2 separate regions of the Triticum aestivum genome follow, and region 1 is linked to region 2. The links are chromatin contacts, called in public Hi-C maps. All regions are on one chromosome and are shown on one strand. Each heading gives the region's core, a stretch centred on a gene start, on an enhancer-like site or on the middle of the called end of the contact. The rest is flanking DNA. Distances are from core to core; before and after follow the strand shown. Region 1 has its middle 120 kb from the start of LOC123145026. Region 2 holds the start of LOC123145026 (S-adenosylmethionine synthase 3).

Region 1 (5,928 bases), core at 2,279-4,778, 120 kb before region 2:
AATAAGATAAAGCCAGGCAAAGCGACTGTAAGCATCAACGAAACTGATATAATAATTATGACCACTAATAGAAGTCTGAGCAGGACCCCATACATCTGAAAACACAAGTTCTAAAGGATGTTTCACCTCACGACTAGACTCCGAAAAAGGAAGTTGATGACTCTTCCCCTGCTGACAAGCATCACACACTGCTACATCTTTATTACTAGACATGCTAGGAAGCTCATGATGACGCAAAACATGACGAACGATAGGTGTGGCTGGGTGACCAAGACGAGCATGCCACTGTGACAGAGATACCCGAACTCCACTGAAAACACGAGCGACGCCAAGATGCTCCAGACGATAGAGGCCCTGGCACAGACGCCCGCTAAGAAGAATGTCCCTCGTGCCCCGATCCTTAATAAAAAGATCAAAAGGATGAAATTCACAAAGCACATTATTATCACATGTGAGTTTAGGAACTGAAAGAAGATTACGTGTCACAGATGGAACTCTAAGTACATTGCGAAGCTGAAGACTCCTATTTGCATGTCTAGTGAGGAGAGATGCTTGACCAATATGAGAGATGTGCATACCTGCTCCATTGGCGGTGTGGATCTTGTCAGAGCCATGATAGGGTTCACGAGTATGAAGCTTCCCCATCTCGCTCGTCAGATGCTCCGTTGCCCCAGAGTCCATGTACCAGTGGGGATCGATGGAGTAGGACTGAGTGTGCCCTTGTTGCTTCGGTGGCGCCGGACGATCAGCCATGGCAACCTGACGCGCAAAGTTGCGTGTGTCCTTGCCTTCATTGCCGAGACCAAGAAAACTCCGCTGGAAGCGTTTATGACACTTAGAGGCCCAGTGCCCCTCAATGCCACAAAGTTGACACACACGCTGACCACCAGCCCCTGGTAGAGTTGTGGACGGGGGAGGGGGGCGAGAGGGACGAGGACGATGCAGGGGGTGGCGCCTTAGACGAGTTGCGGCCACCCTTGGTGGCGGCGTTCGCGGAGAGGGGGCCGTGGCTGCCCTTGGAGCGGCGCGCCTCGACACGTTGTTCGATGAGGAGGAGGCGAGAATAGACCTCATGTGCCATCATGGGATTCGAGTTGCCCCGCTCGTTGATAATCTCGACCAAAGCATCATACTCCTCGTCAAGCCCATTGACAATAAAGGAGTTGAACTCGGAGTCGGTGAGCGGCTGTCCGATGGAGGCTAACGTGTCAGCAAGGCCCTTGACCTTGTTGTAGAACTTCGTGGCCATGGAGTCGAGCTTCTCACATTCGCCAAGCTAACGACGAAGCGCGGAGACACGAGCCTGCGACTGCGCCGCAAATGAGCGCTCGAGGATAGTCCATGCCTCATGAGACGTCTTGGCAAAGACGACAAGCCCAGCAACAGCCGGAGTAAGCGAACCCTGGATGGAGGAGAGGTTCGCCTGGTCATGCCCTGTCCAAACACGGTGTGCCGGATTATAGACCGGACCATGCACGCTGTCCACCAGCGCGGGGGGCAAGGGAGAGAGTCGTCGATGTAGCCAAGCAGATAATGGCTCCCAAGGAGCGGAAGGACCTACGCACGCCAGAAGATGTAGTTGTCCGACGACAAACTTGATGGTGATGAGATGGCCGAAGTGAAACGGCGGCGGCTGCAGCGATCCCGGCGAGTAGACTGCATGAGGTGAGCACACCGTAGAGGCAGACAGCGGCACCGTGGATGCGGCCAGGGGTGCGGACGCCGCGGGGGCAGGTGGCACCGCTGCCGAGGCCAACGCAGCAAGACCCGCCATCAAGGCCGACGCGACCGCCACCAGCGGGAGAGGCGGGACAGCGACGGCGGCGGGGAAGGCGGACGAGGCGGCAGCGGTGTGCACCGCGAGCACCTGCCCGGGCGACGAAGCAGCCGAGGGAGGAGTCGCGAAGAAGGATCCCACGCTCCTCGTCCCGAGCGGGGACTGCACCGCGGCGGCATCCAGCGGGCGAGACAGGAGAGCCGCGAGGGAGGCCAGCAGGAAGCCGGCGTTGGTGGATCTGGAGGCGGCGGCGCACGACATGGCGGCGGCGGCAGTGCGATCGGAAGTGAGGCGGCGGCGGCGGCGGTGGTGCCGGGTGATTAGGGTTTAGGCGGAAGCGTACATGACCTAGTCTGATACCATGTAAGACAATAGGTTTGGGGGGAACCGGCACAACCCTCTAGAAATGACCTATCACATATATATGATGAATGAAATACAACGTTACAATATATACGTATGAATACAGAAACTATACAGTCTAACAGCCATTCAGCCATTGACACCGCCACATCCGATGACATGGAGAGTCTCGAGGAAACCTTATTCCTTGGACCGGCCACCACCGTCATCCCATCACCGCCAAAGAAAACCTACCTGAAAGGAAGGCATAAAGAAGCAAGGGCTTTTATTTTCAGCCACTATTTCAGCAGGACAGAATTTGTGGCAGCAAGTGAGGTGACACGTATGTCCCTAGTGCCCGCTTTTTATTTTGGCTTTCGATTTTCAAAATATTATATCTTTCAAAAAAAATTAAATTAAGTTATATTTTCATATTCATGTTTCCTGTGACCAACACTTACAACTAAGATTCATTTTGAATATATTTTGGTGACTTTAAAAATATGGTAAGTTTAAATATTGAAACTTAGTATGAGCAAGCGATAAAATCAATTGTTTTGTGTCTACGACAAGCAGAAAAAATTGCTGAAAATTATATCTTTAAAACCGGTTGAAACTTGGAGTTTCAGATGCAAAACCTGTAAATTTCATTGTTGAAACTTAAAAAGTTTTGAGATATTTTTATCAGACCCCGTGCGAGTACTTCAGCTTGTTACTGACAGCCATGTCACCGATGGCAATGGCGTTCAGATAAAAACTGATCAGAGAAATGCATTTTTCCCGTTTAATTGGTTTTGAAGGTTCAAGCCTGTCATTTTTGTGTGTGGAAGAAAGCTTACCCTGTTCGGACGACAATGCATGCAGCTCCAAATAAAGGAAATTAAAAGAGAAATCGAGGTAGCTGGATTGAGATAATTTTCCTTCATGAGCATGGGACAAAAGAAAGAATCGTCGAGATCGACCTGTCGAGTGTCGACCAAGGCTGTGCAGCCATGTGTCACGACACGATTGCTGGACATGCCGTCGCTGTCGCGCAACAAAACCATCCACGTATGCTCCACCATACGTGTCAGGTATTTGCTTGGCCACACTAGTGCACCGTCACATCCATTGCCCGTTCTACGTTCTAAAGGGCACCACTCTAATTTGTCTTTCCCCGGCGGCATGCATCACCCATGGAAATTTACCAAAGCCAGTCACCGTGGAGAAATATCGCCCAAAAGAGAAAAAACAGAGAAATTTCTCCATGGGATTCTGCTCATATAAGAAATTTCTCCTTTTCCTTTCTGTAAAACAGGACCACTATATTTTTAGACAGCAACGTAATGAAATGTGTGGGCGCGGCAATTTAGGTTAGCAACGCAGGCAGCAGTGCCAACGGCACGTGGCCGCGTCAGTGCGATGCTTGGCGGTACCGCCAAAACCGGCGGCACCCACCTCGATCGAGAGAGAGAGAGTGCATGTCGACACAGTGTAGTCTCAAGCATGTCATGTCTTGTCTTTGCTTAAGGCCGTACCAATCTTTGCTCTTGGAATCACACGAACGAAAAAAGAATGAGATAGACGTTCGGGCCGCTATCGAGTTGTTTTTCAGGCACACGAACAAGGAACCACACCTCGGTTCGTAGACTATATCATACGAATGGGGCTTGGTTATTTGGATTACCGGTTTACCATTGCGTCCAGGTCCGATGAACCTGGAGAATGCCTCGAAACCCACATTTGCCCGTGGCGCATCGAGGCCACGGTTGGTCACTGGCCACCGCCTAGGTACGAAACAAACGTTATCGTCCACGGCTCGCCGAGTACGTGTAGGGCATCTTCAACGCGAATCACCAAAACCCAAAATGGACCGCTCAAAAAAACAAAACCCAAAACGTCCGCACTGTCCAAACCAAATTGTTTGGACATTTCCAGGCCTCCAAACGTTGACGATCAAATTCTGAATAGGTTCAGAGTCTGAAATTTCACAAGTCGGTTCCAAATCGAAAAGTTATGGGTGGTCCGGACGTCCGTCACGTCAGACTTCGACGCCTTAGACCCATTCAAAACTCCATTCGGAGCCCGCACATTTTCACACTCATGTCACTCTTTTCACGTCAACCTCCCCCCTTTATTATGATCACCTCTGCCCTTGTCCATTCCGCCGTCCGCCACCGTCACGGTGGATCCATCAAAACCCTTCATCGTGTTCGTTGCCCTGTCAGACCCGGACAAGCCTATCTGCGCGGTCAGATCCACGGAATAGCAAGGGCAATGCTTGGCGGTCATGGCCACCAAGAAGGCGACGTCTGCGGCCGCAATTGCTCGAGTCGGAGCTCCTCCGCCATAGCAGACCGCCATGCCTGTGTCACCTGGGTAATCGCAACCCTGACCTCACGGCTACAAGCAGATGTACTAGTACATCGACCATCGAGACGGTTAGGACAAGACACAAGTCGCCGCAGTACTTCGCCACCTCTGTCCACCATCCATCATACGTCGTCGACCTCAACACAGACTAGGTGTTCACGGAATCGCAAGCATTGCAACCCGCCCGACCGTGGTTTCCATCTGATGAGCCCTCGTGCAGCGGTGCTCGGTCGTTGTTCGGTGGAATGCCTCCCCCAAGCTCGCCGACAGCCTCCGACAAGGATATGATGAATATGATCCACAATGGCGGCGGCCATGAGGACGACCACCCACCGCAACTAGAGGAAGACATGCCAATGGACACCTAGCAGACAGAGCCAAGCTTGCCCGATGCGAACGCGAAGAGGAAGAAAGGTCTGTCGTATTAGATGAAAGAGGATGAATTGTTGTGCGACACGTGGTTGGGCACGAGTGTTGATTTGTTGTAAGGCATGGAGAAAATGGGCTCGGCTTTTGTGTGCATGAGGTCTATCATGAGCAAAAGAACTACGCTCCCTACGACAAAGAAGTGGTCCATGATTGCAATGCGAAATCACTAGGCCATTGATGAAACACCATTCAACATGAGATCAAGTATTGTGGCGCGTATACACAGATGAAAAATCAATGGCCGAGTGGTGCATAACTCTTTGAGCTCGCAAGTTTCTCCTTGTGTTGTTGTATGTGTTAGTCACCTGAGTTGATTTTCTTTATATTGCAACTTGTTGATCATGTCGTTGTCTTGCTTTGCTATCCAAACCAGGCATGTGCCATGTACTGCTGGACCGAGGGCAAGCCATTCATGCTGATGCATTGTTGGTTCAAGTTGAATAGACAAAGCAAGTGGGCAAGCATTGTCCATTACACAAAGACCGCTGACGCTGTAGCCGATGACGATGATGTTGATCCAACCGTCAGATGGCTTGCACTGGTCACCCGTTTCGCTAGGTCGAGGGGGAGGAAATAAGAGTCAGACAAGGAGAAGCAAGAAGGGGCAACAACCAAGATCACTAAGAGAAAATAAAATATTCGTGACATTTTGGCTCGGACGAAAATATTTTCTGTCGACACTTCCATGACAAAAATACTGACGAAAACACGTATTATCATGGATGTGTTGGCCACATCCTTCTATGAAAAAATAATTATACGAGCTAATATGAGGGCCACAAGCTTCAACCTGGCTTCACACAACATTGGGAAATCCAATTGTTGAGCATCCAAACAAGGGAGACTATGATGGTATGATCGTATAATGAATTATGCATGCTGCAAATACGAGGGCCACCTATCCACAACCATGATAAATCAAGAAAGTTATTTCTCATATATGGATAGATCTTGAACCTTCACACCCAAAGCTTTGCTGAGAAATGGAATGGAGTGTCCTTCTTGTAGTAAAACAACTCCTATCCATG
Region 2 (5,707 bases), core at 471-2,970:
ACTGGAGGGGTGAAGAGGTAAAAGTGGAAAAAGAACCCCTACGGGTATATTTATAAGGAAAAAGAGAAGGAGAATAGGTAGGCGCAAAAATAGAGGAGGCACTATAACTTTTCGAGTAAGGGATGCCTCGATTTTCGGGTTTGGCAGATATACATAAAAGATTCGCTATGATGTCACGCTTGAGCTCGTGAAAATCTGGAAGATGACGTTATACTTTCAAATAGATAGAAAATGACAAGTGTGAGAGTATCATAAGCCGGAACCTATAACCCGACCACGATGCAGATTCAAAAGGAAGATGACCCGGAATTATTATCGATCCGAAGATTGACATGAATAAATTCAAGTCAATCTAAAGGCTAATGTTGGGGATATGACCCCATGGTATAACCCGCACGTTTACATATATTTCATCCGATTGATTCAAAGAGTAGTTGAAATATATGTAGGCATTGTTCAATGGCCGCCTTCTGCACGCGTATCCGCGGACAGGTCTCCTGTCCGTGGACGGATGCAGGGAAAGTTTGCAGGTCGCCGTTGAAGATGCCCTTATAATCAAAACTTTTTTTCTTTGACCCAGACCATCTCTGCCGCTCTGCCCATCGCTGCAACCAAACGCAACTCCATAGTACCCGATCGTATCCTGGGCTGCGCTATCCATGCCTCCACCAAAGCAAGGTTAAATTGACCACCACGCCTACCGCATGGTGTGTAGATTACTCCCTCCGTCCGAAAATACTTGTCGCAGAGATGAATGTATTTAGACGTGTTTAAGTTCTAGAAACAACTATTTTATCCATTTCTCCGACAAGTATTTCCGGACGAGGGAGTATTACGCAGCTCACTTTGGCAAGTGGAGATTATTACGCAGCTCACTTAGGCAAGTGGAGATCCCTCCCTTTGCCATCCCGATGAGCGGCACAGCCGGACATAGAGAAGATACGCGCGAAGAATATACCTCCGGCAGTGGCGGAGCCAACTCAGCCGGTGAGCCGGGGCAAAGTACACGACGCTCCTGCCTGCTGGTTGTTTGCCCCTGCAAAATGATGCTTGGCTCTCCATTAACTGCTAGTGGTCAAAGGAGAATGCATGGCATAGCCCGGGCAGCTGCCCCGGCTAGCCGGGAGGTGGCTCCGCCAATGCCTCCGGGGCTCCCGGCAGTTCGATGAGCGGGCTGCCGGACATGGGGAAGACAAAGGGAACAACCGGGACGGCCATAGAGTAGTGTAGTGTATTCGTGTCGTGAGAATGAAGCTTCGTGCGACCGTACGTGCACATATTTTTACCATTTTAGTTAAAATATGTCTAAAGTGAAAATGTTTTCGTCCGGTTTATATGAAATCCGCTGTGTTTACATGTATTTCATCCGGTTGATTCAAAGACTAGTTGAAATATATGCGAGTATTATTCGATGGCCGCCTTCTGCACCCGTATCCGCGGACGGATGCAGGGAAAGTTTGCAGGTTGTCATTGGAGATGCCCTTATAGTCAAAACATATTTTTTTTTCTTTGACCCAGAGCGCACTGCCCACCGCTGCAACCAAACGCACCTTTGATAGTATCCGATCATGGGCTGCGCTATCCATGCCTCCGGCAAAGCAACGTGAAATTGACCACCACGCCTACCGCATGGTGTGTAGATTATTATGCAGCTCACTTGAGCAAGTGGAGATTATTACGCAGCTCAGTTAGGCAAGTGGAGATCCCTCAAAAAAAAAAAACTTAGGCAAGTGGAGAAGAAAATAAATCGGGTGGTAGGTGATCTGACCCACCGCCAAATAATGGGGTTGGTGAGGTGAAGTGCTTCACCAACGACCGCAGCACAGGTTGTGCAGTCCGACGCTCCCACCAGCCACACGCACGACCTTGCAGCGGCCCCCGCCGCTATATAAGGCGCAGCCGGGATCTTGGTACAACGCCGTGCATACATTCCGCCTCTTCCCTCCCTCGGTTCATCGGCCTCCCGATCGAGCAGTAGAAGCAGCGCAAGGTTAGCCTCCCCGCCCCACGCCCTGTTCATGTTTCGATCTTCCATGTTTAATTCATCATTTTTCTTCATCATACGTGGGTGGCGTAATTACTAGTACAGTACTAGATTTATCGTGATGCGAAGAACATGCTAGTTAGTAGTTATGAGTTGGCAGTAGCACGTCCTGAACATGGAGAATATTAGTCTGTCATCGGCGGCAGTCCCCAAGAGAGGCGAAAGGGGGGGACCGCGTCTTCCTCGTTCGCCGACGGCGAGGCGGGGGGTCATCTCTCCTCCGCTTGTCCCTCCGGCGACGGTGGGAGGAACCCTGGGTCCTCTGCGCCGGTGTGTAGAGAGTAGGATTAGGTGTGTGGGTCTCGCTGTCCAGCCGGCGGCGCTACGTCCAATAAGTGTGCTGCGGCTCCTCGTCGGAGCGGCGAGCTTTGTGTATCCGGTTCCGGGCGTAGTCGACTTCGCTATTGATCTTTTGTTCCTCCGGCTGCGTGGTCCTCACGGCGGTTGTTGGCTCTTGGGCTCCTGTGTGGCCGGGTGGATGTGTACGGGGAGTCGCCGGCTGGTGCTGCTTCTGATGGAGACGGCGGTGGCGGCTTCTGTTCTGGCGCAGGTTTGATTAGTCGTCGGCAGGCGGCTCCGGTGTTTCTCCTCGACGTGGTCGACCGGGCACTTCGATGTGCTACAGTGAGATGTGTCCCGCCGCGGGCGGCGGGTCTTCGGCCCGAAGCTCTCGCCGCTCCTTCCTCCGATGGCGGCTTAGACGGCGGCAGATGCAGGATGGTTGACCAATCAACCCCCTCAGGGACATATTTGTTATTTTTCTTGTTTTGGGGTGTTTTTTTTTGCTGCTCTGGCTTATTTCCAGGCTGTGAGGCGTGTGCTGTATATTGGTCATGAGAGCGTCCATATTCTCTGTACTTGGGACAATACCGTGATTTTAGTTGCCTTTTCTGACTAATGAAAAAATACACGGAGTAATTTCTCGTTGGAGTTTCATTCTAATCGTCGGAATTTCTTCTATTTGCAGAGCACCGCTAGCACTAAAGAAATGGCGGCCGAGACGTTCCTCTTCACGTCCGAGTCTGTGAACGAGGGCCATCCCGACAAGCTCTGTGACCAGGTCTCCGACGCCGTCTTGGATGCCTGCTTGGCCCAGGATGCCGACAGCAAGGTCGCCTGCGAGACCGTCACCAAGACCAACATGGTCATGGTCTTGGGCGAGATCACCACCAAGGCCACCGTCGACTATGAGAAGATCGTGCGCGACACCTGCCGCAACATCGGTTTCATCTCTGATGACGTTGGTCTCGACGCCGACCGTTGCAAGGTGCTCGTCAACATCGAGCAGCAGTCCCCTGACATTGCCCAGGGTGTTCACGGACACTTCACCAAGCGTCCTGAAGAGGTTGGCGCCGGTGACCAGGGCATCATGTTCGGCTATGCCACCGACGAGACCCCTGAGCTGATGCCCCTCAGCCACGTGCTTGCCACCAAGCTCGGAGCTCGCCTCACCGAGGTCCGCAAGAATGGCACCTGCGCCTGGGTCAGGCCTGACGGAAAGACCCAGGTCACAGTCGAGTACCTAAACGAGGATGGTGCCATGGTACCTGTTCGTGTGCACACCGTCCTCATCTCCACCCAGCACGACGAGACCGTCACCAACGACGAGATTGCTGCGGACCTCAAGGAGCATGTCATCAAGCCGGTGATCCCCGCAAAGTACCTCGATGAGAACACCATCTTCCACCTGAACCCGTCTGGCCGCTTCGTCATCGGCGGCCCCCATGGTGACGCCGGTCTCACCGGCCGCAAGATCATCATCGACACCTATGGTGGCTGGGGAGCCCACGGCGGCGGTGCCTTCTCTGGCAAGGACCCAACCAAGGTCGACCGCAGTGGCGCCTACATTGCCAGGCAGGCCGCCAAGAGCATCATCGCCAGCGGCCTCGCACGCCGCTGCATTGTGCAGATCTCATACGCCATCGGTGTGCCTGAGCCTTTGTCTGTGTTCGTCGACTCCTACGGCACCGGCAAGATCCCCGACAGGGAGATCCTCAAGCTCGTGAAGGAGAACTTTGACTTCAGGCCCGGGATGATCAGCATCAACCTGGACTTGAAGAAAGGTGGAAACAGGTTCATCAAGACCGCTGCTTACGGTCACTTTGGCCGTGATGATGCCGACTTCACCTGGGAGGTGGTGAAGCCCCTCAAGTTCGACAAGGCATCTGCCTAAGAGCATGGCATTCTCTTGGTCTGCCGCCTCTCAAGTTCGTCAAGACGGGATCATGTTGCTCCTGGGAAGTGGGAAGAAGCATTAGACATTGAAGCGACGCTCTACACTGGTCTTGTTGTATGGTAGTCAGTGCTAAGTTTCTTAATGTCATTTCATATATTTATCCTTTCCATTTTGAGTCGCTGAAACTGCTGAGTGATGTGCAGTTTGCTCTGTTAGTCGCTCTGTCACTTTCACTTTTCATATTCTTTGTTGTGTAGTTCCTCATACTGCTCTTTCTTCCTGAGTCTCGGAAAGAATAATAAAGAGCCATGTGTAATTCTATTGCTCTGTTCTCCCAAAATTGTCATTATTTTAAGCAGTACTAATTGTGTTATGACCGGTTTAGCTTATAATCGGAGGAGGCCCACCGGTCAATAGTTAGCGGCTTGGCTCACAAGTTATCTTAGGTTAATTCTTATGCAAGTTATCTAGGTTATAAATATAGGTTGTAAGACTTTTTTTAAAATTAAGCAATAAGAATATTATTATCCCTATTGCCTGGCTCCCAGAGGAGCCTACAACCCTAGCCGCCGCCGCCATCTTCCTACTACGCGACGGCGCCCAGCCGCCGGCGCGCCTGCTCATCGCCTTGCCCCGCTCCATCCTTCCTCTACAACCTATGGAGCAGGTCCGGTAGGATCCCTGGTTCTACCAATTTGGTATCCAGAGGCTTGGGTTTGATCATGTCTTCTTCAACGTCATCACCGCCGCTGCCCATCGTCACCTCGCGCCGATGACCACCGCCCCGATGACGTCCACCCCGATGATCACCGCCAGGGCCCCCACGCTGTCGGGCCCGGTCACCGCCGCGGGCTCCTCACCACCGCCGGCCCCCATCACTTCCACGCCGCCACCATCCGCCGTCTTCACGCCGGAACAGATGACCAGCACGCAGCAGCAGCTTGGGACGGCCGTCCAAGGGCTCCACATGAACCAGTACCACCAGTACATGGCAGGAGCGTACGGCCTTCCGCCGGCTGCGCCGATCGCCACCTACGGCCACCCTGCGCCGTGGCTGTTCCCGGGCGCACCCGCAGGCGGCGGGCCCCCGCTGTTGCCGTTCCAGACGGGGAACTCCAGCGGGCCACCACCAGCCGCTGCGAGCCTATGGCATCTGCCGCCGCCACCATCGACGACGTCCCTCTGGCACCTGCAGCCGTTGCCGTCCCCGGCAGCCGCTGCCCCCGTCCAGCCCCCGCTACTGCCGCTGCAACCACCGGCGCCGCCCCTGCCCAGCTCGGGGGCACCCTCGCCGACCGGCCTCCCGATCCATCAGGTCCGGTTCCCGCCCTCCCCGTCGCCACTTCCAGCGTGGGCGGCTGGGTCTTCGCCATCGCCGGTCTACACCATAGCCCCCGAACAGCCGACTCCGTTCTTGCAGTTCGTTGGGCCATCCGGTTCCGTCGGTCCCTACCCGGAGTACTCCGACCAGGCGCCACCCGCCTCGC

What was found. A called contact is a pair of places that touch in the nucleus more often than the background predicts.
Region 1: a contact with region 2 is called in a Hi-C map of leaf, with 2.4 times the contacts expected there. The contact joins the enhancer-like site here to the promoter of LOC123145026 in region 2. A contact is called at or near these places in 3 of 5 Hi-C or Micro-C datasets (leaf and an unstated tissue).

Annotation. Positions count from the first base shown.
Region 1 is chr6D:344,270,286-344,276,213 of IWGSC CS RefSeq v2.1, reverse strand. No RefSeq gene overlaps it. Among protein-coding and RNA genes, the nearest start is that of LOC123145026, 120 kb to the right of the region's middle. Within about 2 kb of position 3,528, at least 3 of the 8 cell types and tissues checked have an H3K27ac peak or open chromatin away from gene starts, as enhancers often do. A contact at or near this core is called in leaf, where this site is marked.
Region 2 is chr6D:344,146,976-344,152,682 of IWGSC CS RefSeq v2.1, reverse strand. It overlaps LOC123145026 (S-adenosylmethionine synthase 3), which reads left to right and starts at 1,720. Exons shown (of 2, transcript XM_044564321.1): 1 at 1,720-1,990; 2 at 3,012-4,541. The coding sequence starts at 3,033. The coding sequence ends at 4,217.